Regions from separate parts of the Mus musculus genome. Here regions 1, 2 and 4 are each linked to region 3. The links are chromatin contacts, called in public HiChIP or PLAC-seq maps. All regions are on one chromosome and are shown on one strand. The core of a region is the stretch at or near the end of the contact, and the rest is flanking DNA. Distances in the headings are between cores, read along the strand shown. Region 1 has its middle 220 kb from the start of Gm25833. Region 2 has its middle 350 kb from the start of Gm25833. Region 3 has its middle 160 kb from the start of Gm25833. Region 4 has its middle 140 kb from the start of Gm25833.

Region 1 (3,107 bases), core at 27-2,526, 380 kb after region 3:
GAACTGCTATGGCATAGTTATTCCAACTGTGTTAGAAATTATTGAATGACTTACGTTGGTAGATCAGTATAAACATATATTTTTTTTTCCAAATTGGGATGAGACAAATAATCTAGGCATAAAATCAACAAATGTGTGTTTTGAATATGTATTAAATTGAGCTTAAAAGAAACAGATGTGAGATGTGTTGGAACTGATGTTATTACTTTTGGTTCTTAGCCACCAAATAAAAATTCTGGAAACCAAACAGGTCCTCTGAATAGATAGGTACTCCATTCAGAGTCATCTATCTGTTGAGTCCCAATAAATCCATTTGATGAGTAAATGTGTTTATTCTGGTTAGTTACATAGTAGTTGAAATGTTACACCCCTGAAATTTGCAGAAATTCCTCTCATTCTTCCTACCAAGGTTCTATTCTATATAATTGCCAGTCCACAGCAGAGTCATGCAAACTTTGTCTTAGATTGCCATCTAGTAATGAAACAAGAGAAGTGGCAAAAGGCTCAGACAACCCAGACCACACCAGATCGATGGGAAGTTATATATTTGTGTTGACCCAATCTTTTCTCTTTTCAGGGATTTCCGGTTTTGTAACATGCTACCACACTGTGTGAAAGATAGCTTCGGTTTTCTGTACTCTCCCATGTACATGAGATAAATGGTGCCTTGCTATCTCTGACTAGAAATCAGAAGATAAATTTCAATACAAGACAACTGAAACCAGTAGAGAGATCTTCCAAATCAGAATTTAATAGCCAGTCATAGGACATGTCTTTTAACAAGAATATGTGGAATCTATGGGATTAAATTTTAGATGGGAGTTTTTCAGTGCCCAGTATAGACAGCAAAGTAACTGGAAACTAGATTATAGTCTTATAAATTTTCACATTTGCAATATCATAATTGTGTTATTTAACATATATGATTATATCATACTATAAATGTGTACATGTAATATGTGTGTGTGCAAAAACACATGTATGTATGTTTTCTCAGAATAAAAGAGTTGTCAGCACTTGGATAGTAGGATCTCATTCTTTGGTATATTTAGAGATATCCTCTGTGAGTGGTAACATCTAGAAGTTCTTTTTTTTTATGTTCCATATTCATGCAAGATGAAGAGGAACAAAGACCACAGAGCTGAGATGAAGAAGTTCAGCTGCTCAGAAAATTATGCGTAACATCAGGAAATCTGTCTGCCCTCTAGAGAGCAAACAGTAGTAGCTATCATTAGTGTGGAATCCCTAGAGGACACTATGAAAAGCAGATTCAGTTAGAGGTGAAAGTATAGTGGTTACTCAGAAGACACTTTCTGTCTCACCCCAGCCTTTTTAAAACACTTACATTGTTAGATGTGGTGAAATGCACTCTTTATAGAAAATATGGCAACCATATTCAGAATGGGCCAGAAACTAAACCAGAAAGGCTGGTAAGAAGACTGAACAATAGCCCAAGCCCACTATAGCTAATGAGAATTGACTGGATTAATGAAAGCCTAGATCATCTTAGTGAAAATATCTTAAAGTCATGAGAACAAAATAATAAAAAAAACATGTTTCAGAAGGGCTGAATAATATAAGACATCCACAGAAATCCACGGACTTCATCCTGCTTTTGAAGAAATTAATCAGAAAACAAAGTGTGATTTTTATTATCACAGTCTCATTCGAACACAAAAGCAGCCACTATTTGAGAGCTTTGATTTACATGATACAAGCATGAGAGAAGTCTTACATAATGTAAAGCTCAGATAGCTTCCTGTAGAACATGTTGTTGTCCAAGTCAGAAGCTGCTTTTCCTGTATTATTTTTTCTTTTATTAATATTAATCATTTCATTTGTTTACATCTCAAATGATATCCCCCTTCCCAGTTACCTCCTCCAACAACACTGACTCCAATATCCCACTTCCCAGTTATCCCTCCGCCATGTCCCCCATCACAAATCTTCCCTCCTCACTTTCTTTTGTCTGTATGAGAGTGCTCCCACACACACCCACACTCTCCTGCCCCACTGCTCCAGTATTCCCCTACTCTGAGGCACAAAACTTCCCCAGGACAAAAGGCCTCCCCCTCCTGTTGCTGTCTGGCAAGGCCATCCTCTGCTACATATGGATCTGGAGCTGAAGATTCCTTTAGGTACACTCCTTGGTTGGTGGTATAGTCTTTGGGAGAACTGGGTGGTAAGGCCAGCCTATGTTGTTCTTCCAATGGGGTTTCAATCCCCCTCCATTCCTCCAGTCCTTCTGCCAGCTCCTCAACCAGGTTCCCTGAGTCATCCTGACAGATGACTCCAAGCACCTGCCTGTACATTGGTCAGCTGATGGCTGTACCTCCCAGGAACTTCCACACTTTGCTCCTCTCACAGGTGCCTCTTGACTCAAGCAATAGTGTTGGGTTTCGTGCCTGCAGACTTAATGTATTCCCCAGGTGGGTCCGTTCCCCAATTGGACCTTCCTTCAGTCTCCATTGGTTCCATTTTTTTATCCCTGTTCTTCCTTTGGAAAGGAACATTTCTGGGTTATAAAAAAACAAAAACAAACTTCGATTTATTTACATTCCAGATTTCATTCTCTCCCCACCCTTGTCCACACTCCAACTGTCCTCCTCTTTACTCCCTGTCTCCATGAGGATGTCCTCATCCCCCACCATCCACCACCCACCCTGCCTGACCTCTAAACTACCTAGGGCCTCCAGTCTTTTGAGGGTTAGGTGCACCTTCTCTGTCTGACCCGGTAGTCCTCTGCTATATACGTGTTGGGAGCCTCATATCAGCTGGTGCATGCTGCCTGTTTGGTGGTCCAGTTTTTGAGAGATCTCAGGGGTCCAGATTAATTGAGACTGCTGGCCCTCCTACAGGGTTGCCCTCCTCCTGAGCTCCTTTCAGCCTTTCCCTATTTCAACAAGGGTCAGCAGCTTCTGTCCATTGGTTGGGTGCAAATGTCTACATCTGACTCTTTAAGCTGCCTGTTGGGTCTTCCAGAGTGAGGTCATGCTAGGTCCATTTTTGTGAGCAGTCCATAGCCTCAGTAATAGTGTCAGGCCTTGGGACCTTCCCTTGGGCTGGATCCCACTTTTAGGCTGTCTCTAGAATTTCTTTTCCTCAGG
Region 2 (3,239 bases), core at 182-2,681, 510 kb after region 3:
AAAGACAAATGCAATGATGCCTAAACTTCCATGCTCCATGCATTAGGATGTTATAGAAACTTTGTTGAATAATATGGTCCTGTTTTATCTATCATAGAAGAAGAAGAAGAAATAATTTCCATCCTGATCAATTTTCTAACAATTTGAATTAGAACTGCCATGGAATAGTTATTCCAACTGTGTTGGAAATTATTGAATGAACTACCTTCGTAGATCAATATAAACCTATATTCTAAATCGGGATGATACAAATAATCCAAGAACAAAACCAACAAGCTTACATTTTTAAGGTTGTCTTTGTATTTACTTATGTGTATGCCTGCATATTGAATTTGTATTAAATTAAGCTTAAAAGAAACAGGTGTGAGATGTCTCAGAACTGATGCTATTAGAGTTGGTTCTTAGCCACCAAATGTAAATACTGGGAACCAAATCTAGGTCCTCTGAATGGATATGTACTCTATTGATCATTGAATTATCTATCTTCTCAGTCCCAATAAATCTAAGTAGATGAGTAAATGTGTTTATTCTGGTTATTTACATAGTAGTTGAAATGCTACACTCCTGAAATTTACAAAAATGCCTCTCATTCTTCCTACCAAGGTTCTATTCTATATAATTGCTAGTCCACAGCAAAATCATGCAAACTTTGGCTTAGATTGCCATCTAGTAATGAAACAAGAGAAGTGCCAAAAGGCTCAGACAACCCAAGTCACAGACCACACCAGATCTATGGGAAGTTATATATTTGTGTTGACCCTATCTTTTCTCTTTTCCGGGATTTTTCGGTTTTGTAACATGCTACCACACTCTGTAAAATATAGCTTTGGTTTTCTGTACTCTGCCATGTACATTAGATTAATGGTGCCTTGCTATCTCTGACTAGGAATTGGAAGATAAGTTTCAATACCAGACAACTGAAACCAGTAGAGAAATATTCCAAACCAGAATTTAATAGCAATTTGTAGTACACGTCTTTAACAAGAATATGTGTAATCCAAATGAGATTAAATTTTAGATGGAAGCTTTTCAAAGCCCAGTATAAACAGCCAATTAATTGGATACTAGAATATAGTCTTATAAATTTTCACGTCTGTAACATCATAATTGTGCTATTTAACTAGGTATGATTATATATGAATGTATAATATTATATATGTGTATATGTAATACATGTGTGTGAAAACACAGTATTTATGTTTTCCTAGAATAAAAGTCTGTCTGCCCTTGGATAGTGGGATCACATTCTTTGGTATATTTAAAGGTATCCTCTGTGAGACGGATCCTCTAGAAGTCCTTTTTTCCTATTTTCCATATTCATGCTATATAAAGAGGAACAAAGAGCAGAGAGCTGAGATGAAGGAGTTCAGCTGCTCAGAAAATTTTACACCACACCAGGAAACCAGTCTACCCTCTAGGGAGCCAACAGTAGTAGCTAACATTAGTGTGGAATCCCCAGGGGACACTATGAAAAGCAGATTCAGTTAGAGATGAAAGTATAGTGGTTATTCAGAAGACACTTTCTGTTTTTAAATTCTTTTAAACAGTTTTATTGTTAGATGTGGTGAAATGCACTTTTTTCTAGAAAATATGGCAACAAGTTTATAACAGGCCATGAACTAAAACATGAAGTCTGATAAGAAGACTGAACACCAGCTGACTACAGCTACTGGGAATTGAGTGGGTTAATGAAAGCCTAGATTATCTTAGTGAAAAGACCTTAGAGTTATGAGAACAAAATAATAAGAAAAGTGTTTCAAAAGATCTGAGTAATAGAAGACACCAATAGAAATCCACTGACTTTATAGTTTTTTGAATAAATTAATCAGAAAACAAGGTGCGGTTTTTATTATCACAGTCTCATTGAACACAAATGCAGCCATTATTTGAGACCTTTGAATTGTATGATACAGGCATGAGAGAAGTCTTACATAATGAAAAGCTCAAATAGCTTCCTTCCTGTAGAACATGCTATTGTCCCAGTCAGAAGTTGCTTTACCTGTCTTAATTTTTTTCTTTTATTAATATTAATCATTCCACTTGTTTATATCTCAAGTGATATCTCTCTTCCCGGTTACCTCCTCCTTCAACCCCACCCCCTCCCACCCCATGATATCCTACTTACTGAATACCCCTCTGCCACCACCCCACCCCACATCTGAGCCCCCCTTCCATTTTGCCTGTATGGGAATGCTCCCCATACACCCATGCTCTTCCACCCAACCGCTCCAGTATCCCCTTACTCTGGGGTATCAAACCTCCCCAGGACCAAGGACCTCCCCTTCCATTGCTGTCTGGCAAGGCTATTCTCTGTGACATATGTATCTGGAGCCAAAGATCTCTTTAGGTACACTCCTTGGTTGGTGGTCTAGTTGTTGAGAGAACTGAGTGGTTAGGGCATCCTATGTTGTTTTTCCAATGGGGATGTAATGCCCCTCTGTTCCACCAGTCCTTCTGTCAGGTCCCCAACCAGGTTCTCTGAGTTCAGCCCTATGGTTGGCTGCAAGCATTCACCTCTGCATTAGTCAGCTGCTGGCTGAACCTCCCCAGTCTGCCATACTTGGTTCCTCTTGACCCCAGCATGAGTGTTGGATTTGGTATCTGCAGACATGATATATCCACCAGGTGGATCCATTCCTCAGTTGGCCCTTCCTTCAGTCTCTGTTCTATTTTTGTTGCTATTCTTCCTTTGGAGAGGAACATTTCTGGGGTGGGGTGGGGACAAAACAACAACAACCTTTTATTTATGTATCTACACTCCTGATTTTATTCTCCCCACCCACCCCAGTCCACCCTCCAACTGTTCCACCTCCCATACCTACTCCCCAAACCCTGTCTCCACTAGGATGTCCTCATCTTCCACCCCGCACCTCACCTGACCTCTAAACTCCCTGGTGCCTCCAGTCTCTTGAGGGTTATTAGGTGCATCTTCTCTGATTGAACACAGACCCCTCAGTCCTCTGTTGTATGTGTGTTGGGAGCCTCATATCAGCTGGTGTATGCTGCCTGTTTGATGGTCCAGTGTTTAAGAAACCTCTGGGGTCCAGATTAATTGGGACTGCTGGTCCTTCTATAGAGTTTCCCTCCTCCCAGCCTTTTCCTTTGGGCTGCTTCTCCCTCTGGTGTCCGACAAGGCCATCCTCTGCCACATATGCTGCAGGTCCCTCCATGTGTACTCTAGTTGATGGTCCAGTCCCCGGCAGCTCTGTAGGGTCTGGCCAGTTGAAACTGTTGCTCAT
Region 3 (3,165 bases), core at 573-3,072:
GCATGATTATTTGTTTCAAGATTTCAAGAAAATCTGTGGGATCCATCCTATAATCAGCCACCAAACGCAGACACTATAGCACAATGCCAGAAAGATTTTGCTTAAGGGACCCTGTTATAGCTATCTCATATGAGGCTATGCCAGTACCTGACAAATACAGAAGTGGATGCTCACAGTCAACTATTGGATGGAACACAGGGCCCCCAATGAGGAGCTAGAGAAAGCACACAGGGAGCTGAAGGGGTCTGCAACCCTTTAGGTGGAACAACAATATGAACTAACCACTACTCCCAGAGATTGTATCTCTAGCTGCATATGTAGCAGCAGATGACCTATTCGGCCATCACTGGGAAGAGAGGCCACTTGGTGTTGCAAACTTTACATGCCCCAATACAGGGGAAGGCCAGGGCCAAGAAGCGAGAGTGAGTGGGTAGGGGAGTAGGGCAGAGGGAATGTATAAGGAACCACAACAACAGCAAAACAAACAAACAAACAAAATCAAAAGAAGAAGAAGAAGAAGAAGAAGAAGAAGAAGAAGAAGAAGAAGAAGAAGAAGAAGAAGAAGAAGAAGAAGAAGAAGAAGAAGGAGAAGAAGAAGAAGAAGAAGAAGAGAAGAAGAGGGAGAAGAGGAAGAAGAAAGAAGAAGAGAAAACAAGCTGTGTATTCATCAAAGACACTATGAAGACTGCTGACTCTAGCATTTCACTAATGCTTGACTACTATGTTTAGATTAGTGTTTCCAGTAATATATGAAACTCAAACATGATTGTACTGGGGCAGGAAGATCAGTACATTTTGATTGTAATTGTCATGTTCAGAACATGTTTCAGGTGCAAGCATACAGGCTCCCTCACCTCACTCAGCTGGAATAATTCAGAAACAGTTTTAACTGCAATTCTAGTTTGGAAACATACAGACTAAAAGGATATGAAATCCATTTTTTATTCCACCTTACATTGTCCCTAATCTCATAGGATATTTACACATTTTATGCTATTTTCAAAACAAGCTTTATATTTGGATGACTCAAAGTAATACAGCAGACAAAGTCTTATACTTCAATGGTATGTTTAGTATGACATAATCTGACATATTAACAATATAAATAATTATAGTCATTTTATGTTATGCCAATTGACTTAAATCTTAAATTTTTATTTGAATGATATATTTTCCCAGTGTTCATTGATTTTTGCCTTTTAATGAAGTTTGCCAAGAAACCAAAACCTGACATTTCCAATAAACATAGAAATTGCAAGGATTTATAGAGATTTTTCTAAGCGCTACACATTTACTCATATCTAGTCCTATTTCTCATAGTATGAAATAGGAAAATATTTTAACCTTTCAGATTTAGTGTTTTGTGGACACACAATTATTTGTAAACATTTATACTCAGTTGTCAATTCCCTATGATTTGATTTTAATTGGTTCAACTGAATTTTTCTTTATTATTTTCTGAAAGTTGGTATGGTCAATAGAAATCTTGTTTATAATTGTATATGCATACTTGCTACTGAGCAGTGGCAACAATCTACACCTCAAAGCAACAGTAAATTTTAATATAGCATACATAACGAAGTTCAAGAGATGTTCAACAGTATTTTATTAAATACCTTTATATTAGATGATCCTCTCCGACTTTATATGAATGTAATTTTCTGAGACCATTTCAGCTTAGGTCGTTTGATATAATATATTTGTCCAATGATGTTTGGCTCATAATAATGCTGAACTAATTTATTTTACTTGATGTATCCCCATTACAATATAGTATCTGTGAAATATTACCCATCTCTCCAGCAGGGGGTATTACAATCACACATTTATCTAGTCAAGGTAACAAGGAGACTAATAGAAAGAGGCAACCAGCCTCTTGATCTACCAAGCCTCCACAAATGTTTTCAAGCATTTGCCCACTTCTATGAGACTGCCCTGAGCACAATTCATTGACACAGACTTTGAGAGCTGACGACCCAGAAAATTCACTATCTTCAGAGAGAGCAGACCAGCTTCTCACAGATACTCCCATTTATAACAGAAAACTTTGGCTCAGGAGGATCAGAAGTCCAAGGCCCTCCTAAATATCAGCATGAGGCACAATGATAGATTTGTGATTGATACTACAAAATTTATATTTATCTTTCTTTCTGCTTTAGAAAGGGGGGTTTCTGCATGTGACATCTGTGGTAATATTCCTGAAAATAATTGAATTCCAGTTCCATGTCACACACTGACATTCGTTTTTTGAGATCTTTTTGGGCTCAGAATCACTTAATTAGACCCACATGGATTAGTTAACCCTTAGCTGAGCAGCTATCAGGACAGTGGTATGGCAAATCTGGGGCCTCAGGTTTTCCTATGTATATTCCAGTAATCTTCAGCTGAGCTTTATGGTGGGAATAAAAATCCCATTTACTGTAGTACTTGTCGTCCATGTAGATCAATTACACCTATGAAAAAACACGTGGGAAATACCCTGTACCAGAAAAGAACATGTGGGACCTCTTACTCTTTCATGAAGAGCAGCAAAGAGAATACCACTTACACTTACTTCTGTCAAAAGGACAGTATCCCGTTCACAACATTCTACAAACCAGAACAGAAACATTTTGTTTTCTCAGGAACAGGCTACCTCCCTCTCAGAAGATGAAATATGATCAAGAGTTTTACTAACTTGTGATAGAATCTCCCAACATGTCTTCAACAGAACCAAGTCTGAACTTTTCTCAAGGACATTAATCAGCCCCTTCCTGAAAAAAAAATTATGTAAGGAAATAACGGGATAAGATAACCAAAGGCTGCATCTTTGTGTTATTCTGTAAAGAGGAATGTTAGACAGTTATGAATTTGATTTCCCAACCCAGGCACTGACCATAGGGACGATGTCATTGGGCTTTTGAGAATATATATGGGGCATTAGGATTCATATTTTTAAAAAAGTTCCAGTTTACAGAGGAGTGGAAGTTCTGCCCCTCATTAGTCTTTCATCAAAGACTGTCTGTATATACAGGGTAAAAATAGAGACAATGAAAGCCACATACTCTATCACTTTTTATTGGCATGGGGAACGTAATAGTGTATACATAATAATAGTATCTTGCTACATTTTAATAGAATTTTCACTTCTGAAAGAATGGATTGGCCTAACAATCACCAATATAA
Region 4 (3,080 bases), core at 91-2,590, 300 kb after region 3:
GACTTTTTAAAAGTTATCAAAAAGCATTTAATGTTGTTAGAGAGCTACAATATCTGGCATTTAAAAACCATAAGTTTTTGAAGTTACACCTATGTCTTTCCATGTGTCTGGTTCAACCCATTCCAGGCTGGGAGGCCCCCACAGTAATCTATATTCTTTCAGAATCTTGTTATTCAGCTTTCTTTCTTTGAAAAGACACAGTTAATTCATTTTAAAGACAAGTATATTTACCTGCATGGATATGTAATAACGTGTATAAGTGGTATCCAAAGAGGTCTGAATAATACACAGATGCCCTAGAAGTAGAATTATAGATGGTTATAATCTACTCAGGTGAGTTCTGGGAATTAAACATAAGTTCTCAGCATGAGTAGATAAAGGTCTTAACAGCACAGTCATCTTTCTAGCTATTTCTAAATCTTTTCTACAATTTCCAGTGCTTTCTCCTTTTTCCTTCTAGGGTTAATTACTCCTGGTCATTAATAATGTCACACTTCAGAAACTCTCTCTCTCTCTCTCTCTCTCTCTCTCTCTCTCTCTCTCTCTCTCTCTGGTTCGTTTTTATGTTATTTTATTAGATATATTATTTATTTATATTTCAAATGTTATCCTGAAAGGTCCCTATATCGCCCCCCAGCCCTGTTCCCCTACCCACCCACTCCCACTTCTTGACCCTTGTGTTCCCCTGTACTGGGGCATATAAAGTTTGCAAGACCTAGGGGCCTCTCTTCCCAATGATGGCTGAGTAGGCCATCTTCTGCTACATATGCAGCTAGAGACACGAGCTCTGGGGGGTACTGGTTAGTTCACATTGTTGTTCCACCTATAGGGTTGCATACCCCTTTAGCTCCTTGGGTATTTTCTCTAGCTCCTCCATTGGGGGCCCTGTGTTCCATCCAATAGCTGACTGTGAGCATCCACTTCTGTATTTGCCAGGCTCTGGCATAGCCTCATAGGAGATAGCTATATCTGCCCCTGAAAATCCTCTTAACATATTTTGGCCCACTAACAATGTATATAAAATTGAAAATAATAGCACGTCTTTTGGTGCATACTTCTTTAGTTTTCAAGGGATCCTTGATCCCTTGCTATGGTGTTCTCATCGTTATATTAATTTTATTTTAATTAGCAAATCCTCTAGGCTATCAATCTTGGAATTTGTCAAGTAATTTTTCTTCATGTACTGCCAAACTTTCCTTCAGAAAGGGAAAGGGGACAGTTTCTGTGGAGAGCCGCAATAACATTTGCCGTCACAAGATGGCGCCAGATTCCGCTGTGCCAGCTCGGCCTTTGGAGACAAACTGTGCACATGTGCAGGAGTAATGCGGGCCAAAGTCACAAGCCCACCCCCAGGGCCTATGAGATCGTGGGTAAGCAACCAGTCAGGCATGGACACGCCACACCAGGGGGTATTTAAGCAGCGCCTTTCTGAGGCTTCTTTGTCTTCCTCATCAATATGCAATAAAGTTTGGCTGCAGAAGGATCCTTGTGTCCCTTGTGCGTTCTTGCTAGCGAGAACAATAGCTCGGGACAAGTTTCTTCTGTCTTATATACTATCACTCAAGTTTTGTTTTTTAATTCTAACCATTTTGCCAATGTTTACACGATTTATGTAAATGAAAAGAGACTACTGTTACATTGGTGCATAAGAGAATGATTTCCTCAAACAATTCCCTGACAATTTTGTTTATATGATTGTTGAAGGCATTTCTATAACAGATTGCTTCATAACATGAGACTTTTTATAAATAATTATTATTTTGATGAATGTAAGGTAACATAATAGGGATGTTTTGGTATATATAATTTGATAAGTATAATTTACCATATTAAAAACTAAAAGAAAAAAAGCTTACATAAACATCTCAGTAAATGTACTAAGTAAGATCTTTCGCAAAATTCCAACAATCTTTCATGATACAAGTCCTAGTGATATTACGAACACAACGGACATATGTCAACCCAATAAAGATAGATTTCAACAAGCTTAGAGCCAACATCAGGAGAAACTCAAAGGAATTCAACTAAAATCAGGAACAGGACAAGATTGTATTCTATCTCCAAGTCTATTTAATACAGTACTTGAAATGTTTTAGAGAGCAATAAGAGAACTTAAGAAGAACAAATATACAAATTGGACAGAAGTCTAAGTATCTTTACTAAGTATATATATATATATATATATATATATATATATATATATATATATATATATCTCCACTGGAAAAGAGAGTAAATAAAAACTTTCAGCAAAGTATCTGGCTACAAAATTTTATTACAACAGTTTTACCCCTATACACAAATGACTGAGAAAGAAATAAAGGAAACAACAGTGTTTAGAATAGCCTCAAATAATATAAAATATCTTGGGGTAACTTTAACCAAGGAAGTAAAAGAAATATAATGTAAAATTAAAAATCTTTTATACTTTAAAGAAAGAAATTCTTAATGATTTCCAAAGATAGAATGATCCCCTATCCTCTTGGATCAGTAGGACTAATATATTTAAAATGGAGATCCTACTAATATCAATCTGTAGATTCCATGACTTCTTTATCAAATTTCAATACAACTCTTTACAAATCTTTAAAAAAAAACCCTATCTTTAACTTCGTATAGAAACACACACACACACACACACACACACACACACACACACACACACCCCAGGATGCCTAAAATGATCTCTGATTATAAACTTACTTCTGGAAATAACATTATCTTGTACCACAGAGCTATAGTAATAAAAAGTAAAATATTCATGCAAAAACAAAAGTATTGATTATCGAAATAAAATTGAAGAACTAGAAAAAATTTACAGCAAGCACTTCCCAGCATCCTCTGCCAGGGTCTGACAAATACAGAGGCAGATACTTGCAACCAACCATTGGACTGAGTGTGGGGTCCTAAGTGGATGAGTTGGAGAAGGGACAGAGTAGCTCAGGAGGATTGCAGTCCCATGGAGGGTAACAACAGTGTCAACCAACCAGACACCTGTAGTTCCCAGCGACTGGACCACGAACCAAAGAGTACACATGAAGGGATTCATGGCTCCTATTGTGTGGGTGGCAGTGGATGGC

The links. HiChIP or PLAC-seq counts read pairs in DNA pulled down with a chosen protein or histone mark.
Region 1: a RAD21 HiChIP or PLAC-seq map of pro-B cells shows a contact between it and region 3, with 5 times the contacts expected there. The contact joins two enhancer-like sites. A contact is called at or near these places in 2 of 15 datasets of contacts at CTCF or cohesin (large pre-B cells and pro-B cells) and 1 of 115 datasets of contacts at active chromatin or transcription factors (large pre-B cells).
Region 2: a CTCF HiChIP or PLAC-seq map of pro-B cells shows a contact between it and region 3, with 11 times the contacts expected there. The contact joins two enhancer-like sites. A contact is called at or near these places in 1 of 39 promoter capture datasets (the C10 cell line), 2 of 15 datasets of contacts at CTCF or cohesin (large pre-B cells and pro-B cells) and 1 of 115 datasets of contacts at active chromatin or transcription factors (large pre-B cells).
Region 4: a contact with region 3 is called in a RAD21 HiChIP or PLAC-seq map of pro-B cells, with 2.8 times the contacts expected there. The contact joins two enhancer-like sites. A contact is called at or near these places in 2 of 15 datasets of contacts at CTCF or cohesin (large pre-B cells and pro-B cells).

What each region holds. Positions count from the first base shown.
Region 1 is chr6:68,749,440-68,752,546 of GRCm38.p6, forward strand. It overlaps Igk. Among named protein-coding and RNA genes, the nearest start is that of Gm25833, 220 kb to the left of the region's middle. Within about 2 kb of position 1,277, at least 11 of the 459 cell types and tissues checked have an H3K27ac peak or open chromatin away from gene starts, as enhancers often do. A contact at or near this core is called in pro-B cells, where this site is marked.
Region 2 is chr6:68,882,915-68,886,153 of GRCm38.p6, forward strand. It overlaps Igk. Among named protein-coding and RNA genes, the nearest start is that of Gm25833, 350 kb to the left of the region's middle. Within about 2 kb of position 1,432, at least 14 of the 459 cell types and tissues checked have an H3K27ac peak or open chromatin away from gene starts, as enhancers often do. A contact at or near this core is called in pro-B cells, where this site is marked.
Region 3 is chr6:68,371,804-68,374,968 of GRCm38.p6, forward strand. It overlaps Igk. Among named protein-coding and RNA genes, the nearest start is that of Gm25833, 160 kb to the right of the region's middle. Within about 2 kb of position 1,823, at least 1 of the 459 cell types and tissues checked has an H3K27ac peak or open chromatin away from gene starts, as enhancers often do. A contact at or near this core is called in pro-B cells, where this site is marked.
Region 4 is chr6:68,667,346-68,670,425 of GRCm38.p6, forward strand. It overlaps Igk. Among named protein-coding and RNA genes, the nearest start is that of Gm25833, 140 kb to the left of the region's middle. Within about 2 kb of position 1,341, at least 3 of the 459 cell types and tissues checked have an H3K27ac peak or open chromatin away from gene starts, as enhancers often do. A contact at or near this core is called in pro-B cells, where this site is marked.